3 separate regions of the Mus musculus genome follow, and regions 1 and 2 are each linked to region 3. The links are chromatin contacts, called in public Hi-C maps. All regions are on one chromosome and are shown on one strand. Each heading gives the region's core, a stretch centred on a gene start, on an enhancer-like site or on the middle of the called end of the contact. The rest is flanking DNA. Distances are from core to core; before and after follow the strand shown. Region 1 overlaps Pard3b (par-3 family cell polarity regulator beta). Region 2 overlaps Pard3b (par-3 family cell polarity regulator beta). Region 3 holds the start of Nrp2 (neuropilin 2).

What was found. Hi-C and Micro-C count contacts between places; a contact is called where the count stands out from the background.
Region 1: a contact with region 3 is called in a Hi-C map of the N1E-115 cell line, with 5 times the contacts expected there. The contact joins the enhancer-like site here to the promoter of Nrp2 in region 3. A contact is called at or near these places in 1 of 39 promoter capture datasets (embryonic stem cells), 7 of 484 Hi-C or Micro-C datasets (the C2C12 cell line, CD4 T cells, the N1E-115 cell line and 1 more), 6 of 115 datasets of contacts at active chromatin or transcription factors (embryonic stem cells, regulatory T cell precursor and thymic regulatory T cells) and 4 of 9 other capture datasets (adipose tissue, embryonic stem cells, liver and 1 more).
Region 2: a Hi-C map of uterus shows a contact between it and region 3, with 4 times the contacts expected there. The contact joins the enhancer-like site here to the promoter of Nrp2 in region 3. A contact is called at or near these places in 7 of 39 promoter capture datasets (cranial neural crest, embryonic stem cells, hippocampal neurons and 4 more), 22 of 484 Hi-C or Micro-C datasets (the HL-1 cell line, the N1E-115 cell line, Sertoli cells and 7 more), 11 of 115 datasets of contacts at active chromatin or transcription factors (bone marrow-derived dendritic cells, bone marrow-derived macrophages, embryonic forebrain and 2 more) and 4 of 9 other capture datasets (adipose tissue, embryonic stem cells, liver and 1 more).

The regions. Positions count from the first base shown.
Region 1 is chr1:62,637,878-62,640,577 of GRCm38.p6, reverse strand. It overlaps Pard3b (par-3 family cell polarity regulator beta), which reads right to left. Exons shown (of 23, transcript NM_001081050.2): 23 at 1-2,700. The coding sequence ends at 2,655. Among named protein-coding and RNA genes, the nearest start is that of Nrp2, 64 kb to the left of the region's middle. Within about 2 kb of position 1,312, at least 18 of the 459 cell types and tissues checked have an H3K27ac peak or open chromatin away from gene starts, as enhancers often do. A contact at or near this core is called in the C2C12 cell line, the N1E-115 cell line, regulatory T cell precursor and 1 more, where this site is marked.
Region 2 is chr1:62,577,902-62,580,601 of GRCm38.p6, reverse strand. The region is part of intron 21 of Pard3b (par-3 family cell polarity regulator beta); the gene reads right to left. Among named protein-coding and RNA genes, the nearest start is that of Gm34881, 53 kb to the right of the region's middle. Within about 2 kb of position 1,386, at least 17 of the 459 cell types and tissues checked have an H3K27ac peak or open chromatin away from gene starts, as enhancers often do. A contact at or near this core is called in embryonic fibroblasts and uterus, where this site is marked.
Region 3 is chr1:62,701,912-62,704,611 of GRCm38.p6, reverse strand. Nrp2 (neuropilin 2) reads right to left here and starts at 1,295. Exons shown (of 17, transcript NM_001077404.1): 1 at 335-1,295. The coding sequence starts at 407.

The DNA.
Region 1 (2,700 bases), core at 63-2,562, 64 kb after region 3:
AGGGGAGACAGTTGGAGGGATGTTACACAGGCATTGATAAAGCTTACTGCCCCAGCTTTTCTTAACCATTGCTTGGCTTGCTGTAGCCTCTGTCACAGATATAATGTTAGTTCTTTAGGGCAGAATCAGATGCAGTGAGTGCTATACTTTAAGCAAGAACAGAAAGCTGTTGTCTATTTTTTTTTGTTCTCTTTAATAATACCTTTGGACTTTTGTGTGCTTCTCAGGATTAGCAACGATTGTGTTGACTGTGTACAACACAAAGCCAAGGTCTGGAGAAGCTTTTCTGTAGCCTTTGTGTAGGGGTGCTGTGCACCTAGGGCGAACATGCTGGAGCTGGAAACGTGAGCCAAGCAGCCATCCTCAAGGGCCAACCCCTCTGCAGCACAGCACTGTCACCTACCCCTTGCCAGCCTGCAAGTGGCCCAGCCTCCTTGCAAGGGGAAACTTGTGCCTTGGATAAAATCAGTGCTTCACAGAAATTTGAGTAAAATATAGAACACACTGAAGAGTAATTTTCTTTTTTAAATGCAGGGTCTCATTATATGATCTCAAACTCACCCGATAGTCCAGGCTAGCCCGCACCTTGAAGCCTTCCTGCTTTGGCTTCCTGATACTATGTGGTACTATGTGGCTTCTAGGCTCATAGTACCTTCCTGGTTTATGAGTTGATTTAATGCTCTGGCCTCCTGCACTGCATTTTTCCCTCATTGTAACATTTGTCTCAAAGGAAAGGCCATTTCCAGCATGGTGGCCAGGGAACCTTCAGGGCAGCCACAAGACCTTGTTGATCAGAGCCTGGGACCCTCCACTCCATGGAACAAATTACGTATGATGTAAGGTTGCTGGCTGAAGAGAGATGGAAGAGGACAGAAAGCAACTTGACAGTCTATAATTCAGAGGGCCACAGTAATTGTGGTTTAGATAATGATCTCTCCTAAGTCCAGCAAATGACGCTATTTACGTCGAAAACCAGCAATTGCATCATTGCTGGCCACAAAAGTATTTCAAATTAAAAAAGGAAAAAAGAATTGGGCCAAATGGCTACTCTATGGCTTCTAGAACACTACAATTCAGTAAAACCTATTGGTCAATGGTATTCTACTCTCAGCCAAAATATGTCTATATTGAACTAAAGACTTTTTTGGAGGGGTGAAGAAGGAACGTGAAAGGTTTAAAGTATGTATCAGTCGCTGAGAAAGCCAGAATGCCGGGCCGTTTCTTGCTGTTTCTCAGTCTTGTGCACGTGTTCTTGTCTTGGTCACACAGGAAGCTTCAGATGCTGTGCTGTATAAGAAAGTTCAAAGGAAGCAAGGGTGGCTTTTCAGCTTCTTACGTCAGAATGCTTTTCCTTTAAATCAGGTGGAGACCTTAGCTGTGCCCTGACATTTGGTAATGAGATAGAGCAGATGCAGACTGATTTAATCTTACCATCATCTCCCTTTACTTCCCTGCCTGACTCCTCCCGCATTAAACATCCAGAAGGCGATTTTATCTTCTCTTCTCCATGCTGGTAATCACATGCTTGTGCGTGCGCACGAGTGCACTCATGCGTGCACACACACACACACACACACACACACACACACACACACACACACACTTTCATCTACTTGCTGTTCCAGGGGCAGATGGGTACTGTTTGGCACTTGGTCTGGAACTGACATCCCTAGGACATTGCTCTCGGTGTGTCCTGACCAGCAGGCTCTGTTTTGTTTACCCACCCCACTCATAGGTATCCTTTAGCCCTTTAGTGGAAGTCTAAAATAATTATAGGCATTTGAGGAGGACTCTGAAAGGAGCTATCTCCAAGCAAGCATGCCAGGGACCAGGAGGGGGAAAGCAAGGACCATGGGACAATCAACCTTCTTCATCTGTTCACTGTGGTTCTTGGAATGAACGCCCTTCTGGAAGCTCTGAGCAGCTCACATCCTCCCAGGACACTAATACTGCATTCAAATTCAAATTACTGTCTTTTTATATCAAAAGCAAGGAAGTGCAAAAGGCTGGTAACAAGTAGTACCAGGAACCCAGGCTAGACTACAAATAAGGAAATACAGTCTTCCTTTGGGTCGAACGTTTCCAAGAGGTCACTAGTCATGTACGCGGTTGCTTTGTTCTCAGTGAATATCTGCAGCCTCTCTGCTCTGCCACTCTATAGGTCTCACACCTCAAAGTATAGGGCTGAGTCTCTAAATGGGTGACTGGGCCTGACAAAGAGAGACTTTTACCTCTGTGCTATTGCTTGTACTATATGTGTGTGTGTGTGTGTGTGTGTGTGTGTGTGTGTGTGTGTGTGTGTGGTGGGGTGGGGGTTGTATGTAGCGCTGGCTTTCCAGCCAGGGGCTACTATAGTATAGCTCCATTGATTGTTAATCAGTTGTCATTCTCACCGAATCAACCAATCCTGCAAGCCTTTCAAGTATCAGGAAGTACTGTTTTCATGACTGCATCCTTCTTCCATTTTGAATCTACATCCTCAAACCCCCGTCCCTCTTTTCTCTTCTGATTAGCAGTTAGGCCACGCATCCTCAGGAAGCAAGAGCCACTCTGTACCACGGAACACCTTAGCCCAGAGAAGGCCTTAGGTTCTAGCAACGGCAAAGATTATTGTTGGATGTCCTCTTTGCTTGGCAGATCTCTGTGATGTTCAGCTATACCGCTGCAGTCATGGGATTCTTCTGCCTGGGATCCTGGTTA
Region 2 (2,700 bases), core at 137-2,636, 120 kb after region 3:
GCAGAGGGGGGCCTGGTGCTAGCAGCTTCCTAACCATGGTGTCTTCTGACTCAGACGACTCCCTAGAACCTAAAGCTCCCTGGGGAAGCAGCTCCCTTTGGGTGCTCTGTACTGAAGCAGAGCTTCAGAGCTCTCCTAAAAATGCACACAAGGACTTGTCCTCCTACATTCCTTATGGTACTGTAAGCCTGTTACTATAATGCAAAAGTTATTCCTGCTTAACTAGAGTGGACATTGTTCTTGCACTTTGACAGTAACCAGTAGAGGGTCTAAGAACATAGATTTTGGAGTTGGTATGAGATTGGCTTTATTGAAAGCCTTGGGTGGATTTACAGGGAACAGATTCCAGACTCTGAAAATTCCTGTAGTTCCAACAAACTACCAATGACTGCTGCCCCGTCTCATCCTATCGTCCTCTTAACACAGGATTAATTCGTTCAAGTACAAAAGCATCTGTTACCATTTCCTAAGTAGGGTAATACACTGACTACTGAGAGAAGTACACTCTAAGACAAATGGTCAGTTAATGGAAATTATGGGAATAAATTTGCATTTCATTATTTAAAAAATAGACTTAATTTTTTTTTTCTTAATTTATTATTATGGAAAATTGCTCAAAGATGACCTCTGTTTACATATCTAAATATATACATAAAACTTAATGCTACCTAAAAATTTTTCCTGACTTTATTATTGGCCTTGTTCTGTGCTATTGAATGCATCTCAGAAATGTGAATTTTAATGGCTATATATTATTGAATTATACAGATAAATCATAATTTGTCTAATCTATTCCTGCAATTTGATCAGTTTTTAACATCACAATTAGAAACAGTAGTACCATAGATTAGTGTACTGGGCACAAATATTCTTGGAATGGCTGTACTGGAGGGTAGGAAATAACACAGAGAGGAGTCCTGCCAAGGAGACGCCAAGTTTAAGATGTTCTTAAGTCCTCAGGAAGTGAGGCCACTTGAGGAAGGAGTGAGGGGACAGAAAACAGGCACAGGCATTTATAAACTCATTTCTCAGTTTGCTCTTTGCTTAACAAGACTCAGAAATATTCCTGCTTGAAGAACTCCTTATAAGGAAATTTCCCTCATCGCGCGCGAGCACACACACACACACAAATAAGGTCAGTGGCTTTGATCCAATTAATTCTTTAAGCACTTTATCTTACTTGAGATCATGTAGTGGTGTATGTGTGTGTGTGTGTGTGTGTGTGTGTGTGTGTGTGTTTTAATATAGTGGCCTAAATATAAGCCTGATAAAAACAATCTTGATTTAAGCCATAACAGAAACCTAGCCTTTCACACAACAGTGTACTGTTAGAGCTCATGTCTGGATGAGGACACATTTATCTTTCTTTGGCTGATCCAGCCCAGGAAGTGAAACTTTCGGGAGCTTACTCAAACACAAAGTGTGCATCTGTTGGTGCATGGGCAGGTGGTAGTTCTCTCTAGCAGGATTAGGACAGCCTAGAACAAGCCTGTGACAGGGCCTGGGAGGAAGGCCGAAGCAAGAGGCTTTTAGTCCATGGGAGATCTCCAAGTTTCATTCACTCAATGCCTGCTGCAGGCTGGAGCATTAAGAGCCTTGTTTAAAAAAAAAAAAAAAAAAAAAAAAAGCTATTAGTCTCTACACCACAAAAGCAAGGCATTTGCTGCTTACATTCTAGGTTCCTTCAGTTCATATGTATTTCTGGCCCAACATTGCTAGAATCAGCAATTTCACTGAGCAATATCCTAAAGAGGCCATTGGATCTGCCCATCTCCCCATTTGCAGATTAGTGTTGGAGAGGAAATAGAACGCTCTCACTAATATTTTCTTAAGTAATTTATTAAAAGCAAAGGAATTAAACCACACAGGATTTTCTGCAAATGTCTGATGATGAGAAGTGGAGATGGTTTGAAGTTTACAGTGCATCCCAGCCCCTGCAGGTTAGGATGCACTTTTGTCAGGATTGTAATTGATGCTTCATAAGCCAATTTTCTTAAGCGAATTTAATAGCCATGGTGATGGAAAGGCTGTGAAAAGTTGTAACATAGCCTATTCACCTATATATAAAACATCCTCATTTACAACGATATCTTACTTAGATCCATTACCAAAAAATGAGTTTCCCACCACCAGACACATCCTATGATTAAGATGCAGAGTACAGAAATGCAGATGTTATTTAAGGAAATACGCCTTTCATTTCAAGTTGGTTCGGTGACAAACAGAGCTGAGCAGTGTCGCACATTTCTTGCCATTCTGTGACTCTTATGTAGCTACAGATCTGGCTAGAAGATGTTTACAGGCACCAACATCAGGAAAACTTGAAAAACATCATAAACTTGGCTTTGAGCATTTTCTAGCTTAATGCCACTTTGCTAAAATGCTACACATTCAGAGGAAAACTAAGTGCAATACTCTAAACAAAAATCAGCTAACCAAAATAGGTTGTTTAGTTGTTTCTACTTTGCAATGGGAAGTATATTACGTCTGATCTACACACTCACAAAGATGTTATCCAGAGAGGAATATGCACACTTGTTCAAAGCATTATTTTTGAAGTGTTTGTTTTCTCTAATTTGATTTCAGTAATTTTGTCAAATAACTGGGTACTCAGCTTATAGACTAGCACAGAACATCTGCTAGCTTAGAAAATACAGCAAATAATCTATCTTAAAAATAACACTGGAGTAAGCTTTTAAC
Region 3 (2,700 bases), core at 46-2,545:
AAAAAATCCCCAAAACTGTAATGCAAAGGCTTTGTAGTATTTTTAAACCTTTGATTCAGTCCATATGTGACATCTGAACACCGCCAAATTCTGTTACAAAACACACACACACACACACACACACACACACACACACACACACTCCCTTTGCAAGAGAGAAAAGTTGGGTTTAGCAGCCCTGGTGGTGTAAAGAAGGCCGCTGAGATCTCCCTTTAAATGATTGAGTATTGAGGGAGCCTCCTCATGAGCGCTTCTCAGTGGCTTCTCTCCATTAGCTGTCGCCTTTAAAGGGGAAACCGTGTAAAAATGAATAGAAAAACTTTGAAGGGCTTACCTTGCTGGCTTCTCACTTCGTGTCCTGAAAAGTACAGAGCTAAGAAAACCCAGGTAAGAGGAAACATATCCATTTTTGACAGAGAGGCTCTCTCCGGGGCTAGGTTTGTGGGATCTCCTATAATTATGTCTTTGTGTTTTTCCTCTCTAATTTTCTTCCTGGTGGTGTCTTCTGCAAAGGTCTCTAACGATCAACGTTTTCCTCCTGGGTCCTGGCAGTCAGTCTGTCTTCACCTTTATTCTTGCTGGAATATCTCCACCTCACTAGGAGATAGCTCTTGAAATCAGCAAAGAGGGAGCAAGCTAAGGAAGCGGAGACCGGTTTCCTCTTCAAACCCAAACGCGTGTATGTTCTCTCCAGTTCCTCAAAGTGTCATTTCCTTTATCCTACAACATCACGAGGGTTTCCCGAAAGCTGAACGCAAAATAATAGTAATAATAATAAAAATCAAAGCCAAGAATTGCCCTGGGCATCACACGGCCCCTAGGCAGCTGTGTGATCTCAGAAGCGCTAACTGACACAGGTCCCCCGGCACCCGGGACACACACGCGGGCAGAGGCACCGACCGCTGGACAGGCGGAGTGGTAAGCAGTCAGACGTCCGGCTCTTGTCCTTTCTGGGTTCCCCTAAGCTGGAGCCTCCCCCGGCGGTTACACCCGCTTGGCCAGTCTCTGGAGGGGAGTGCGAGGCAGGAAGCTGCTGCGGCCGGTGCTGCTGGTGTTGCTGCGGGTGCGGCGGCTGGGATCGCCCGCGAGTGTGCGAGCGGCTCTCCGAGTTCGCTGGCGCCCGCCCTCACCTCCACCTCGCCCAGCGCCCGGCCGAGTGTCTGTGCTTCAGAGGATGTGCCGGGGGCGGGCTGCAGGCTGGTGCCTTGCTCGCCTCCTCTGCCTCCCCTCCGGCTCCCCCCTCGCCTTTTCAGGCCGAGCAGCATGTGGATGTCAGAGCCGCGGCAGAGCGATCCGATTACGCGCCCGCTCAGGGCCCGCCCCTTCTGTGTTCCTGATTAAAGAGGCAGCCGCGGAGACGCGCGGCGCAGAGCCGAGGACCGCGGCACCCAGCTCGGGCGGGGCGGCGGTGGCTCGCAGCCCCGCGGCCGCGCGATCAAAGTTAAGGTGCCACGCAACCCTGCCGCCCCTCTCCCAGTCCGCACCTCCCTCCCGCCCCACGCACCTTCGTGCGGGGCTGCGGGTGTGTCACACCCGGAGCAAGGAGCGCCCTCCCTTCAGGGCGCGCTGCCTCTGCCGGAGGGAAACTCCGCGGAGCCCGGGAAATTCTTGTTTCCCCTAAATTCCGAGACTCAGATGCTACACACTCAGAATCCAACACAATGCCACCTGCAATGGCGTTACAGAAGGAGTTGGGTGGCGGACCGCGTTTGGCGTAGGGAGCCAGTCCGCGGCTCAGCTCTGTGTTCCCAGAGGCAGCAAAGCGTGGCGGCGACACACACAGTCAGCCTTTAGCCTTCTCTGAACCAAACCTCAAATACTTCTTGGGCTTACTTCTCAGATCCTTTGTTGTGTCCCAAACAGGATCCTCTGCGGTCTGGGTTAGGATTTACTTCAACATGTGCCCTTAACTTGTAACTATCTGTAAACGAGGGACGATTTTATTGAATAAAGAATTTCTCCGGGCAATTAAATTCCCCACCCCCACCCCTGGCCACCCAATACACCTTCAAGCTTCCAACATAGTATAGGTACAGGGAGGCCTCTTGGACTGCTACTGTAACTACTTCTGTTCATGTTTCCCCAAGGTATTGTGGTCACAATGTTGACAGAAAGAAAATAGCATTGTGTTACCTATTTTTAAGTGGAGACATGAAAACTGTTTCAAGGCGCTATAAGCTAACAGTTGGAGAAAACACTTGCATCTTTGTTTCTGAGGGTGGCTGGGTGATCCCCAACTGTCATATTCACCAGGCACCCTTGCTTTACCATGATCAAGATCCAACAGAGCACACCTGGCAACCTTTTCAGTCCCCTTCCTAGCAGTCTGAAGATTAGGAAACATAAAGTTTGGGTGAGAAGGGACATGAACATCTGACTATACCATTTTTCCCCCTTAGCGTGGACTTATGGGTTCTTCTGGGTGGTTTCTCTCCTTATCTGGACTTGCCATTAGCGTTGTTTATCACAGCCAGTGTTTGAAAAAAAAAATCTGTAACTCTCACTTAACTGTTATTTACATGGAGATAAACACAAACAAAATTGAATCAGAAGTGATTTGCAACTAGTTAAATGAGGGATTTTCCAGTGGAAGTCCAGAGCCTGAATACCACATGGTTAATCTTAACTGCCTGGCTGCAAAGGGCTGGAGTTAGAGGCCCTCTGAGTTCTTCCAGAGAGCAACACATACACACACACACA